2 separate regions of the Ovis aries genome follow, and region 1 is linked to region 2. A link is a contact called in public Hi-C data. All regions are on one chromosome and are shown on one strand. The core of a region is the stretch at or near the end of the contact, and the rest is flanking DNA. Distances in the headings are between cores, read along the strand shown. Region 1 has its middle 19 kb from the start of POLM. Region 2 holds the start of YKT6 (YKT6 v-SNARE homolog).

The links. Hi-C and Micro-C count contacts between places; a contact is called where the count stands out from the background.
Region 1: a contact with region 2 is called in a Hi-C map of tail adipose tissue, with 5 times the contacts expected there. The contact joins the enhancer-like site here to the promoter of YKT6 in region 2. A contact is called at or near these places in 8 of 16 Hi-C or Micro-C datasets (blood, hypothalamus, mesenteric adipose tissue and 3 more).

What each region holds. Positions count from the first base shown.
Region 1 is chr4:78,895,020-78,899,614 of ARS-UI_Ramb_v3.0, reverse strand. No RefSeq gene overlaps it. Among named protein-coding and RNA genes, the nearest start is that of POLM, 19 kb to the right of the region's middle. Within about 2 kb of position 1,579, at least 13 of the 54 cell types and tissues checked have an H3K27ac peak or open chromatin away from gene starts, as enhancers often do. A contact at or near this core is called in tail adipose tissue, where this site is marked.
Region 2 is chr4:78,777,723-78,782,287 of ARS-UI_Ramb_v3.0, reverse strand. It overlaps YKT6 (YKT6 v-SNARE homolog), which reads left to right and starts at 2,798. Exons shown (of 7, transcript XM_004007985.6): 1 at 2,798-3,042. The coding sequence starts at 2,939.

The DNA.
Region 1 (4,595 bases), core at 330-2,829, 120 kb before region 2:
ATGGGACAGAATAGGGGATGTCTTGATTTTGGTTGAGGTGAAGGGTCTAAACACATGTTAAAATCTACACTGAAAGAGTCCACTTTCCTGCATGTTAATTTAAAAAATACATTTTATAGGGTGACTGGCCAGAGAAGTCCTTACTCAATAAACTTCTGACTTGGAAGACTAATTCCAGGTGGATAGTACAGCAAGAGAAAAGGCCCTGAGGCAAGAAGCATACCTGGGGGTTTGAGAAACAGAGGACACCATGTGGCCAGCACCCCCAGTGAGAGGATGAAACACCCCCTGGCCTTGTGGGTGTCTGGGACAGTTCAAACGGGAAAGCAATGAGTGCGGGAATGCACCTGGCTCCTCACAGGGCAGTGGAACTTGAGAGAGGGGTAGTGCAGGAGATAAGGCCAGTGGGGGTGCAGGTGGACACAGAAATACTAGAGCCCCAGGGGCCACTGTAAGGACTTTGGCTTTACTGAGAGGTGGGGAAATGTTAGAGGCCTTTGCTCTGGAAGTAAAAGACACCATGTGACCTGTTTTTAAGACTTTTGAGGACAGACCTTAAAGGAGCAAGGGTGGAAACAGGAAGCCTGGGAGCCTGGTCGGGAGATGTGAGCTTATCTCGGGCAGGAGACAATGCCTCTGCATTGAAAGTTCTCTTCCTCCCACTTCACTACCCCTGGGCCCTTTCTCCAGATGCCCTAGCACACCCTTTAGTGCCCCAGACCAAACACAGACTCCTAGTAGGCAAGAAACCTGTCTCCACTCCTCAGGTCAGAGACCTGGAAGCTAGAGAAGCTCAACCAGGCATTGTGCAAAGCACTTGCCATCCAGGCTCTATAAAAACCCCAGAAACAAAGCCCCATTCAGGTCCCCACTCTATAGGGGAAAAGCCTGAGGCCTCTGGCCCAGTCTTACTCAGTTATGATGCTCTTGTTAAAAAAAATTAATAACAGAAACTTCAGTTAAATAGAGCTGGGAGGTCAGAAGGGGGAGCTCTCACACTCTACAATAGCAGATTGTTGTAGATTGTTGGGAAGAAGATTCTTCTCAATCCTGGCAACAACTCAGCCAATTAAAAGCCCTGCCAACTTCCCTTCTCCTGCCTCCTTCCTTTCTCACAGGGGGACTTGCCTGCAGCTCACTGTGGTTGCAGACCCTGAATTGCAATTCTCTGCTGATCTCAAATAAATCCAATTTTGCTGGAGAAGTAACTGGCAGTCTGTTTTAGGTCAACATTTTGGTGGCTTTTACAGGATCTAAAGAAGACCTCTGATGAGCTGGTAAGTAAATGGGTGATGTGCCTACCTGAGCCCATTGCTGCTGATTTTCTCATTGGTCTTGGAATTTGAAGGTACTTCTTTCTCCTATATCTGAGCCTCCGCCCTCTTTGCATTTTGAAGCTCTTCAGGCTTTACCTGGGATCTGTTTCAAGGTTTTGTCCTTTCTGCTTAAGGCCTTGTTCTGTACTCATTTGGAACTTCAGTCTGATTTTGAAGTCAGACTGTTCCAACTGGAACTGGCTAGGCTTCAGCCCATTCCTTTGAGCACAGAGGCTATTTCATTGGGATTGTGCCAGTTGAGCCTTCAGGCCATTCCTTTGGAACAGAGGTTGTTCTATTGGAACTCTGCTGAGAAGCCTTTGGCCTGGCTCCCCTAACACCAACCTATTCTTTTAAAACTGGCTGGGTATTAGGTCTTCAGGCTGTTAGAGACATCTGAACTGTTCAGGCAAACTGTTTAAGCTATAAGCTGCTTGAGCTGTTGAGGCTTTTAAAAAATTATTCTCTTACTCTAGAAAAAACTTCTGAGAAATGGGATTCCACTTATCTAAATATTTTGAGGGCACCCTTCTATAAGGATACTGGCTGATTTTGTGCTTAAAAATTGTAACCCTTCCTCATAAGAACTTCTAGCTCGACAGATCAACCTAAGGCAATCTAGAACATCATACGGCCATTATGCGGAACTTTAGGAATCCCTAAACTTAGTTTTCTTAAACCCGAATGGGACTATCAGAGCCCTAAAATTTCCAAAACTGAATGGAATGCCTATTTGATTGGTATTTTGAGGCTTCCAAACATTATCAGCAGCCTAAAATTGATCTAAAATAAGACTGAGGCAAACAAATGATTACAAAGCTAGAGTGGCTGACAAAGCCTCAGGTTGCAGCTCCAGGGCCATCCTGAATCCCCACCCTCAGCCCCTGAGCCCAGGCCCCAGCTCCAGGGCCATCCTGAATCCTCTGCCTCAGCCTCTGTGCCCAGGCCCCAGCTCCAGGGCCATCCTGTCTCCCCTCCTTCAGCCCCTGAGCCCAGGTCCCAGCTCCAGGGCCATCCTGAATCCCCTCCCTCAGTCCCTGAGCCCAGGTCCCAGCTCCAGGGCCATCCTGAATCCCCTGCCTCAGCCCCTGAGCCCAGGCCCCAGCTCCAGGGCCATCCTGAATCCCCTGCCTCAGCCCCTGAGCCCAGGCCCCAGCTCCAGGGCCATCCTGAATCCCCTGCCTCAGCCCCTGAGCCCAGGCCCCAGCTCCAGGGCCATCCTGAATCCCCTCCCTCAGTCCCTGAGCCCAGGTCCCAGCTCCAGGGCCATCCTGAATCCCCTCCCTCAGCCCCTGAGCCCAGGCCCCAGCTCCAGGGCCATCCTGAATCCCCTGCCTCAGTCCCTGAGCCCAGGCCCCAGCTCCAGGGCCATCCTGAATCCCCTGCCTCAGCCCCTGAGCCCAGGCCCCAGCTCCAGGGCCATCCTGAATCCCCTCCCTCAGCCCCTGAGCCCAGGCCCCAGCTCCAGGGCCATCCTGAATCCCCTGCCTCAGCCCCTGAGCCCAGGCCCCAGCTCCAGGGCCATCCTGAATCCCCTGCCTCAGCCCCTGAGCCCAGGCCCCAGCTCCAGGGCCATCCTGAATCCCCTGCCTCAGCCCCTGAGCCCAGGCCCCAGCTCCAGGGCCATCCTGAATCCCCTCCCTCAGCCCCTGAGCCCAGGCCCCAGCTCCAGGGCCATCCTGAATCCCCTGCCTCAGCCCCTGAGCCCAGGCCCCAGCTCCAGGGCCATCCTGAATCCCCTGCCTCAGCCCCTGAGCCCAGGCCCCAGCTCCAGGGCCATCCTGAATCCCCTGCCTCAGCCCCTGGGCCCAGGCCCCAGCTCCAGGGCCATCCTGAATCCCCTCCCTCAGCCCCTGGGCCCAGGCCCCAGCTCCAGGGCCATCCTGAATCCCCTCCTTCAGCCTTTTGAGCCCAGGCCCCAGCTCCAGGGCCATCCTGAATCCCCTGCCTCAGCCCCTGAGCCCAGGCCCCAGCTCCAGGGCCATCCTGAATCCCCTGCCTCAGCCCCTGAGCCCAGGCCCCAGCTCCAGGGCCATCCTGAATCCCCTCCTTCAGCCCCTTGTGCTCAGGCCCCAGCTCCAGGGCCATCCTGAATCCCCTGCCTCAGCCCTTGAGCCCAGGCCCCAGGTCCAGGGCCATCTTCCTGCCTCTCTCCTAGGCCACCGGCACGTGCTCCTGACCCTCAGTGCCCCAATACGAATTCTCCCACTGAACTTCCCCTTTTTTCTAAAACCTTTCCCACTCCGTTTTCCTTCGAACTTATCAGAACCTGTCCCTTTACAATTAAGCCGCCTGAGGATCCAGAGGATAAACGCTCTATTTTATATATTACCTGGACTAAAGCTGAATTGTGAACCATAGTCAAAGATTTTTTTCTCAAATAACTGGAGAGCCTCACAGATTTGCTGAGGAATTTAATACAGTCCTTCAAACTCAGCAACTTGTTTTCTTTGACTGAATCAGCTAGTTCATAGCTTGTCGGGAAGGCTAGGCCCAGCATTGGATGAAAACTGCTACTTGGGAATATCCTAAAAGGCCTTTAGAATTACAACTGGGAGCCCTCCTAACTTATATGACCAGGCTCAGGCAATCACTAAGTGGCTTCATGGGGCAATTCTTACAGCTTTTCCAAAGCCTGCTGATTGGAATAAAATGCAAGCTTATACACAATAACCTAATGAATCTGTTCATGACTATTCCAATTGACTTCAGATTGTTTTTAAAGAAAATTCTGGTCTTCTTTCACATGTTAATCCTACACAAGCAGCTTCTAACTCCATGGTTATTAGTGGGCTGAAGCAGGACCATTCCCTTTTAGCAAAAAGGACCAAGATGGAAGGGGAAATGTTCACTCCAGATTTAATTAAGCTGGCAAAACAGCTCTCTCATCTCTAGAGGAGTCACCTAAAATGGAAACAGCTAAAATCCTTTATCTCCAACTGGAGCAAATGAAGCCTCCTAAATGAAACAAAAACCCTCCTAGTTTCTGCTATTATTGCAAAGATCCAGGTCTCTGGGAAAGAGATTGTTACAAATTTAAGTGCTTCAGGCACCTTCAGTCTTTTAACCAGCCTTTTCAACATCCTCCCAATTCTCAATGATTGGACTCCAAAGAACTCCAGAGGCTCTTCCCAATCCTTCCTCTTAACTGGCTTAGAGAAAGATTTCTCCAGATTGGGGTCAATCTCCTCCAGTCCTGACACTGGAGCCACCCTCTCATTGATCAGCCCCACTACTATAAAGGAGCCCCTGTCTTAGAGTAAACAGTTTAAACAGCAG
Region 2 (4,565 bases), core at 1,549-4,048:
AAGGTGGTAATAGTATCTTCCTGTTTGTGTGAGGATTAAATGAGGTCGCATATGGAAAGTGTTTGGTATAAGGGAAAGTTCAGGATGACTAGTACTATGTTTCAAGTGAATACATTTAAATCTATTCCAACCAAACACTATCTGCCTGATTCCTCCTTTTCTTTGCCAGTCAGAGGCCAAAAACAAAAAACAAAAAACAGACTCAGAATTTTCTTAGGAAATGGCTCTCACCCGCCCCCTACAGGGAAACTATGTCAGTGCAGTCCCATCCTCTTTTTGAGACACTGGCCTGGCATTGGCCTCTCTGTTCCTGAGGTTTGGTACCAAAATGTCGCGGATGGGAAAAAAACCCTTCTGCACACCCCTACACTTGAAAACACCCAGGGTCGATGAGGAGGGTGCTGAGTGAAAAGGCAGGTGGTGGGAACTTCCTTCAGCTAGCAGAATAGCGCATTTGGCAATGTCCCGAGACGTTTTTGGTTGCCAAATGGCCATTGGGGTACCACTTGCATCTAGTGGGAGGAAAGGCCTGAAATGCTGTCTACGATTCATGGACCACCCGAACAACAAAGAATTATCCTATCCAAAATATCAACAGTGACAAGACTGAGACACTCTGATTTAGAGTCATGTTTTGAGGGAAGCTGTTGGTTTTTCAAACATACCATCTCTTTCCCATCATTTCAGATCTGGCTGCTTCTAGCACGATGGTTGGGTAACCTTCCTGCCAATTTCCAAAGATCAAGGTCCTTTTAGCTGTGTCTGTCCTGCAAGATGCTTTCTGATAACATATCACTTAACAAACAAGAAGATAAAACATGTACTACCCTCAGAGATCTGCTGGATCATCGAAAAAAGCAAGAGAGTTCTAGAAAAAACATCTATTTCTGCTTTATGGACTATGCCAAAGCCTTTGACTGTGTGGATCTCAATAAACTGTGGAAAATTCTTATAGAGATGGGAATACAAAAACACCTGACCTGCCTCTTGAGAAATCTGTATGCAGGTCAGGAAGCAACAGTTAGAATTGGACATGGAACAACAGACTGGTTCCAAATAGGAAAAGGAGTACGTCAAGGCTGTATACTGTCACCCTACTTATTTATCTTACATGCAGAGTACATCATGAGAAATGCTGGGCTGGAGGAAGCACAGGCTGGAATCAAGATTGCCAGGAGAAGTATCAACAACCTCAGGTATGCAGATGACACCACCCTTATGGCAGAAAGTAAAGAGAAACTAAAGAGCCTCTTGATGAAAGTGAAAGAGGAGAGTGAAAAAGTTGGCTTAAAGCTCAACATTCAGAAAACTAAGATCATGGCATCTAGTCCCATCACTTCATGGCAGATAGACGGGGAAACAGTGGAAACAGTGTCAGATTTTATTTTTCTGGGCTCCAAAATCACTGCAGATGGTGATTGCAGTGATGAAATTAAAAGACGCTTACTACTTGGAAGGAAAGTTATGACCAACCTAGACAGCATTAAAAAGTAGAGACATTACTTTGCCAACAAAGGTCCGTCTAGTTAAGGCTATGGTTTTCCAGTGGTCATGTATGGATGTGAGAGTCGGACTGTGAAGAAAACTGAGCGCCCAAGAATTGATGCTTTTGAACTGTGGTGTTGGAGAAGATTCTTGAGAGTCCCTTGGACTGCAAGGAAATCCAACCAGTCCATCCTAAAGGAGATCAGTCTTGGGTGTTCATTAGAAGGACTGATGTTGAGGCTGAAACTCCAATACTTTGGCCACCTCATGAGAAGAGCTGACTCATTGGAAAAGACCCTGATGCTGGGAAAGATTGAAGGTAGGAGAAGGGGACGACAGAGGATGAGATGGTTGGATGGCATCACGGACTCAACGGACATGGCTTTGGGTGGACTTCAGGAGTTGGTGATGGACAGGGAGACCTGGCGTGCTGCAGTTCATGGGGTCGCGAAGAGTCGGACACGACTGAGCGACTGAACTAAACCTCAGAGAACTGAGCCTCATTCACCCCCACCCACTGAAAAAGCATTATTCCAACATTTCAAACAAAATGAGGTTTTCCAAGTCATGGTATGCCAAGTGCTCCCTCAGTTTGGAGCTGAATCTCTGCTCCTTTTTAAGTGAAATGGCTCTGCTACTCTGAGGTTAGCAGTTGGCTCCCAGATTAGTGGTTGGGCAGCTGATTTCACAGGTAGTTGGCAGGCCCAGGAGACTTGAAGCCCGCAGGCTCGTGCTGAGCGGGTCCTGTGTCCAGAAATTTACTCCCACGCAGGCAGGACGCAGGAGTGGGAAGGGCAAGAGAGGGTTCAATTGACTGAAAATGAGAGGCAAGCCTTCACCTCCCGGCAGGAGCCTCGAAAAGGTCCCTGCCTTTCACTCAAAAAGGAGATCTGATTTACAAAATACTTTCCTAGAAGGCAGTTCGCGCGTAAATCAAAGTCCCAGGTGTAGGGTTTACAAAGTACTGGCGTGTGGGTGGGGCTCTGGGTCTAACTGCTCACAGGAAGGACGGCCCCCAGGACACAGGTGTTCCTACAGTACTCAGAAGGGCCGGGAAGAAGCAGGGGGGTGCTGGGAGGACTCAGGACGGCTAGGGAAGGAGGGAGAGGGCCTCGGAAGGATAAGGACAGCGGGAGAACGGTAAGGACTCGCAGTGAGACAGCAAGGGGGCCTACAAGATCCCCAACAGCCCCTCACGCGCACGCGCAGGACCCTGCACCACCCCCTCGTTCGTGTTTCCGGCTGCTGTTTTCTGCATCCGGGGCACGAAAAGACTCCGTTAGGCCTGGGGCGGCAGCCCCTGACCGGAACCGGAAGTGGACCCCGAGCCAGGAGAAGGAAGCCGGTGGCCGACCCGTCAGCAGCCGGCGGCGGCCTCGAGGGGCGGCGCTGCGCTGCTCCCTGCGAACCGGTGCCGCGGCCAGGCGGGTGGCCGGCCCAAGGGCCCGGCGCCATGAAGCTGTACAGCCTAAGCGTCCTGTATAAAGGCGAGTCCAAGACGGTGCTGCTCAAGGCCGCATACGATGTGTCCTCCTTCAGCTTTTTTCAGAGATCCAGGTGAGCGGGCCCTGGAGGGCGGCGCCCGGACGGGGAGGCCCGGGGTCCGGGTTGGAGACCGCCCGGGGATCGAGGCCCGGGACTTGGCCTCCCGCATTGGAGCCGGTGGTCTTTTCCTCGGCCTGTAGCCCATTCTGGAATATAGTCCGTAATCAGGGTTTTTCAAATTTTCTATCTTATAAAAATGACCGGGGGCTTTTGAAAAAGTACAGATTCCCCTAGATTCACGCCCAGTTGAGTTCCAGCAATCTGTATTTTAAACCAGCAACTCCCACTCAGTGGTTCTGACCCAGGAAGCTCACGTGCCACACCTTAAGCGCCACGTTTGTATTATCTGGCTGGGCTTTCCAACAGTTCGGTGTGAGAGTTCCTGGTACACTGTCATATTATGGAGGAAGTCACTGAGGCCCCAGGAGATGGATACCAAACCAGCCAGTACTCCAACCCAAATTGTATGCTCTTAATGGTTGGGCTCTAGTGGTACAAAAGGGTTCTACAGTGAAGATTTGGAAGGAAGCATGGAGGTTTTAGGGCTTACAAGCCTTTGAACATCTGCGAGGCACTTTAATGCAATCAAGTGTGTGTTAGAAGTACCACAGACACTTAACAGCCTGTTCGTGGGAGGGGTGGTGGTGACTCAGGCACAAAAGGAGAAAGACCCTGCAAAGTCTGTGTCTGTAGTCACCCAGTCTCCAGGTCTGGTAGCATCTGGATTCTGTTTTCACTACTTCATTGGGTTGTTTTGTTCTTGATGAGAGTGGCTTGCTGGCGGGATCTCAAACAATTCCTCTTGTTATTTTGTTGAAATTTGCTGCTGCTTTTTGGGTCCTTCTTGGTACTTACCATTCTCTATCATGACCTCTAGTCTCTGTTCTGTATTGCTGCTTTTCTGTGATGGAACTTTGGGTGCTAACTTGGTTAACTCTTGATTCTTTTCCTTTCTCTTTCCCCTACCCACATTTACTGACGATCCTCAGAGATTTCACTTTAGGACTTTCATCTCACTGGTTTTCGGTATCCAGACCAGTTTCAGATGATTAACACAACTGCAGTACTGTAGGGGAATCTCTACAAGTGTCTCTTAAAACAACACATAATCCAATTGAGCCCACTGTTTTTCTCATAAGTCCTCCTGTCTTCTGTCCTGCCCACCTCATGATTACCAGAATGCGAACCTCAGGCCTTCAGAACGTTTTCCAGCTTTTCTGGCTCTTGTATGCAGAATGTCACAATGAATGCAGTTCTTCCTTTGTCTAATTATATTTCTACTCTTAAGCTCTGTCTCTTTTTAGTTTTATTGCAAGGACTTCCTTATTTTCAGACTTTCCACTAAGGGATTTTTCTGGTCCTAGTCACTCTCTCAGGATAATAATAACAAGTAATACTATGCACCAGACATCATGCTAAGTGCTCATTTAGTCATCACAGCACGTCTCAATATGTAGACAAAGCGTGGTGCAGTAAGTCCCTTACCAGAGGTCACACATCTTGTAAGTGGTGGAGCTGGGATCCCAGCCGGGGAA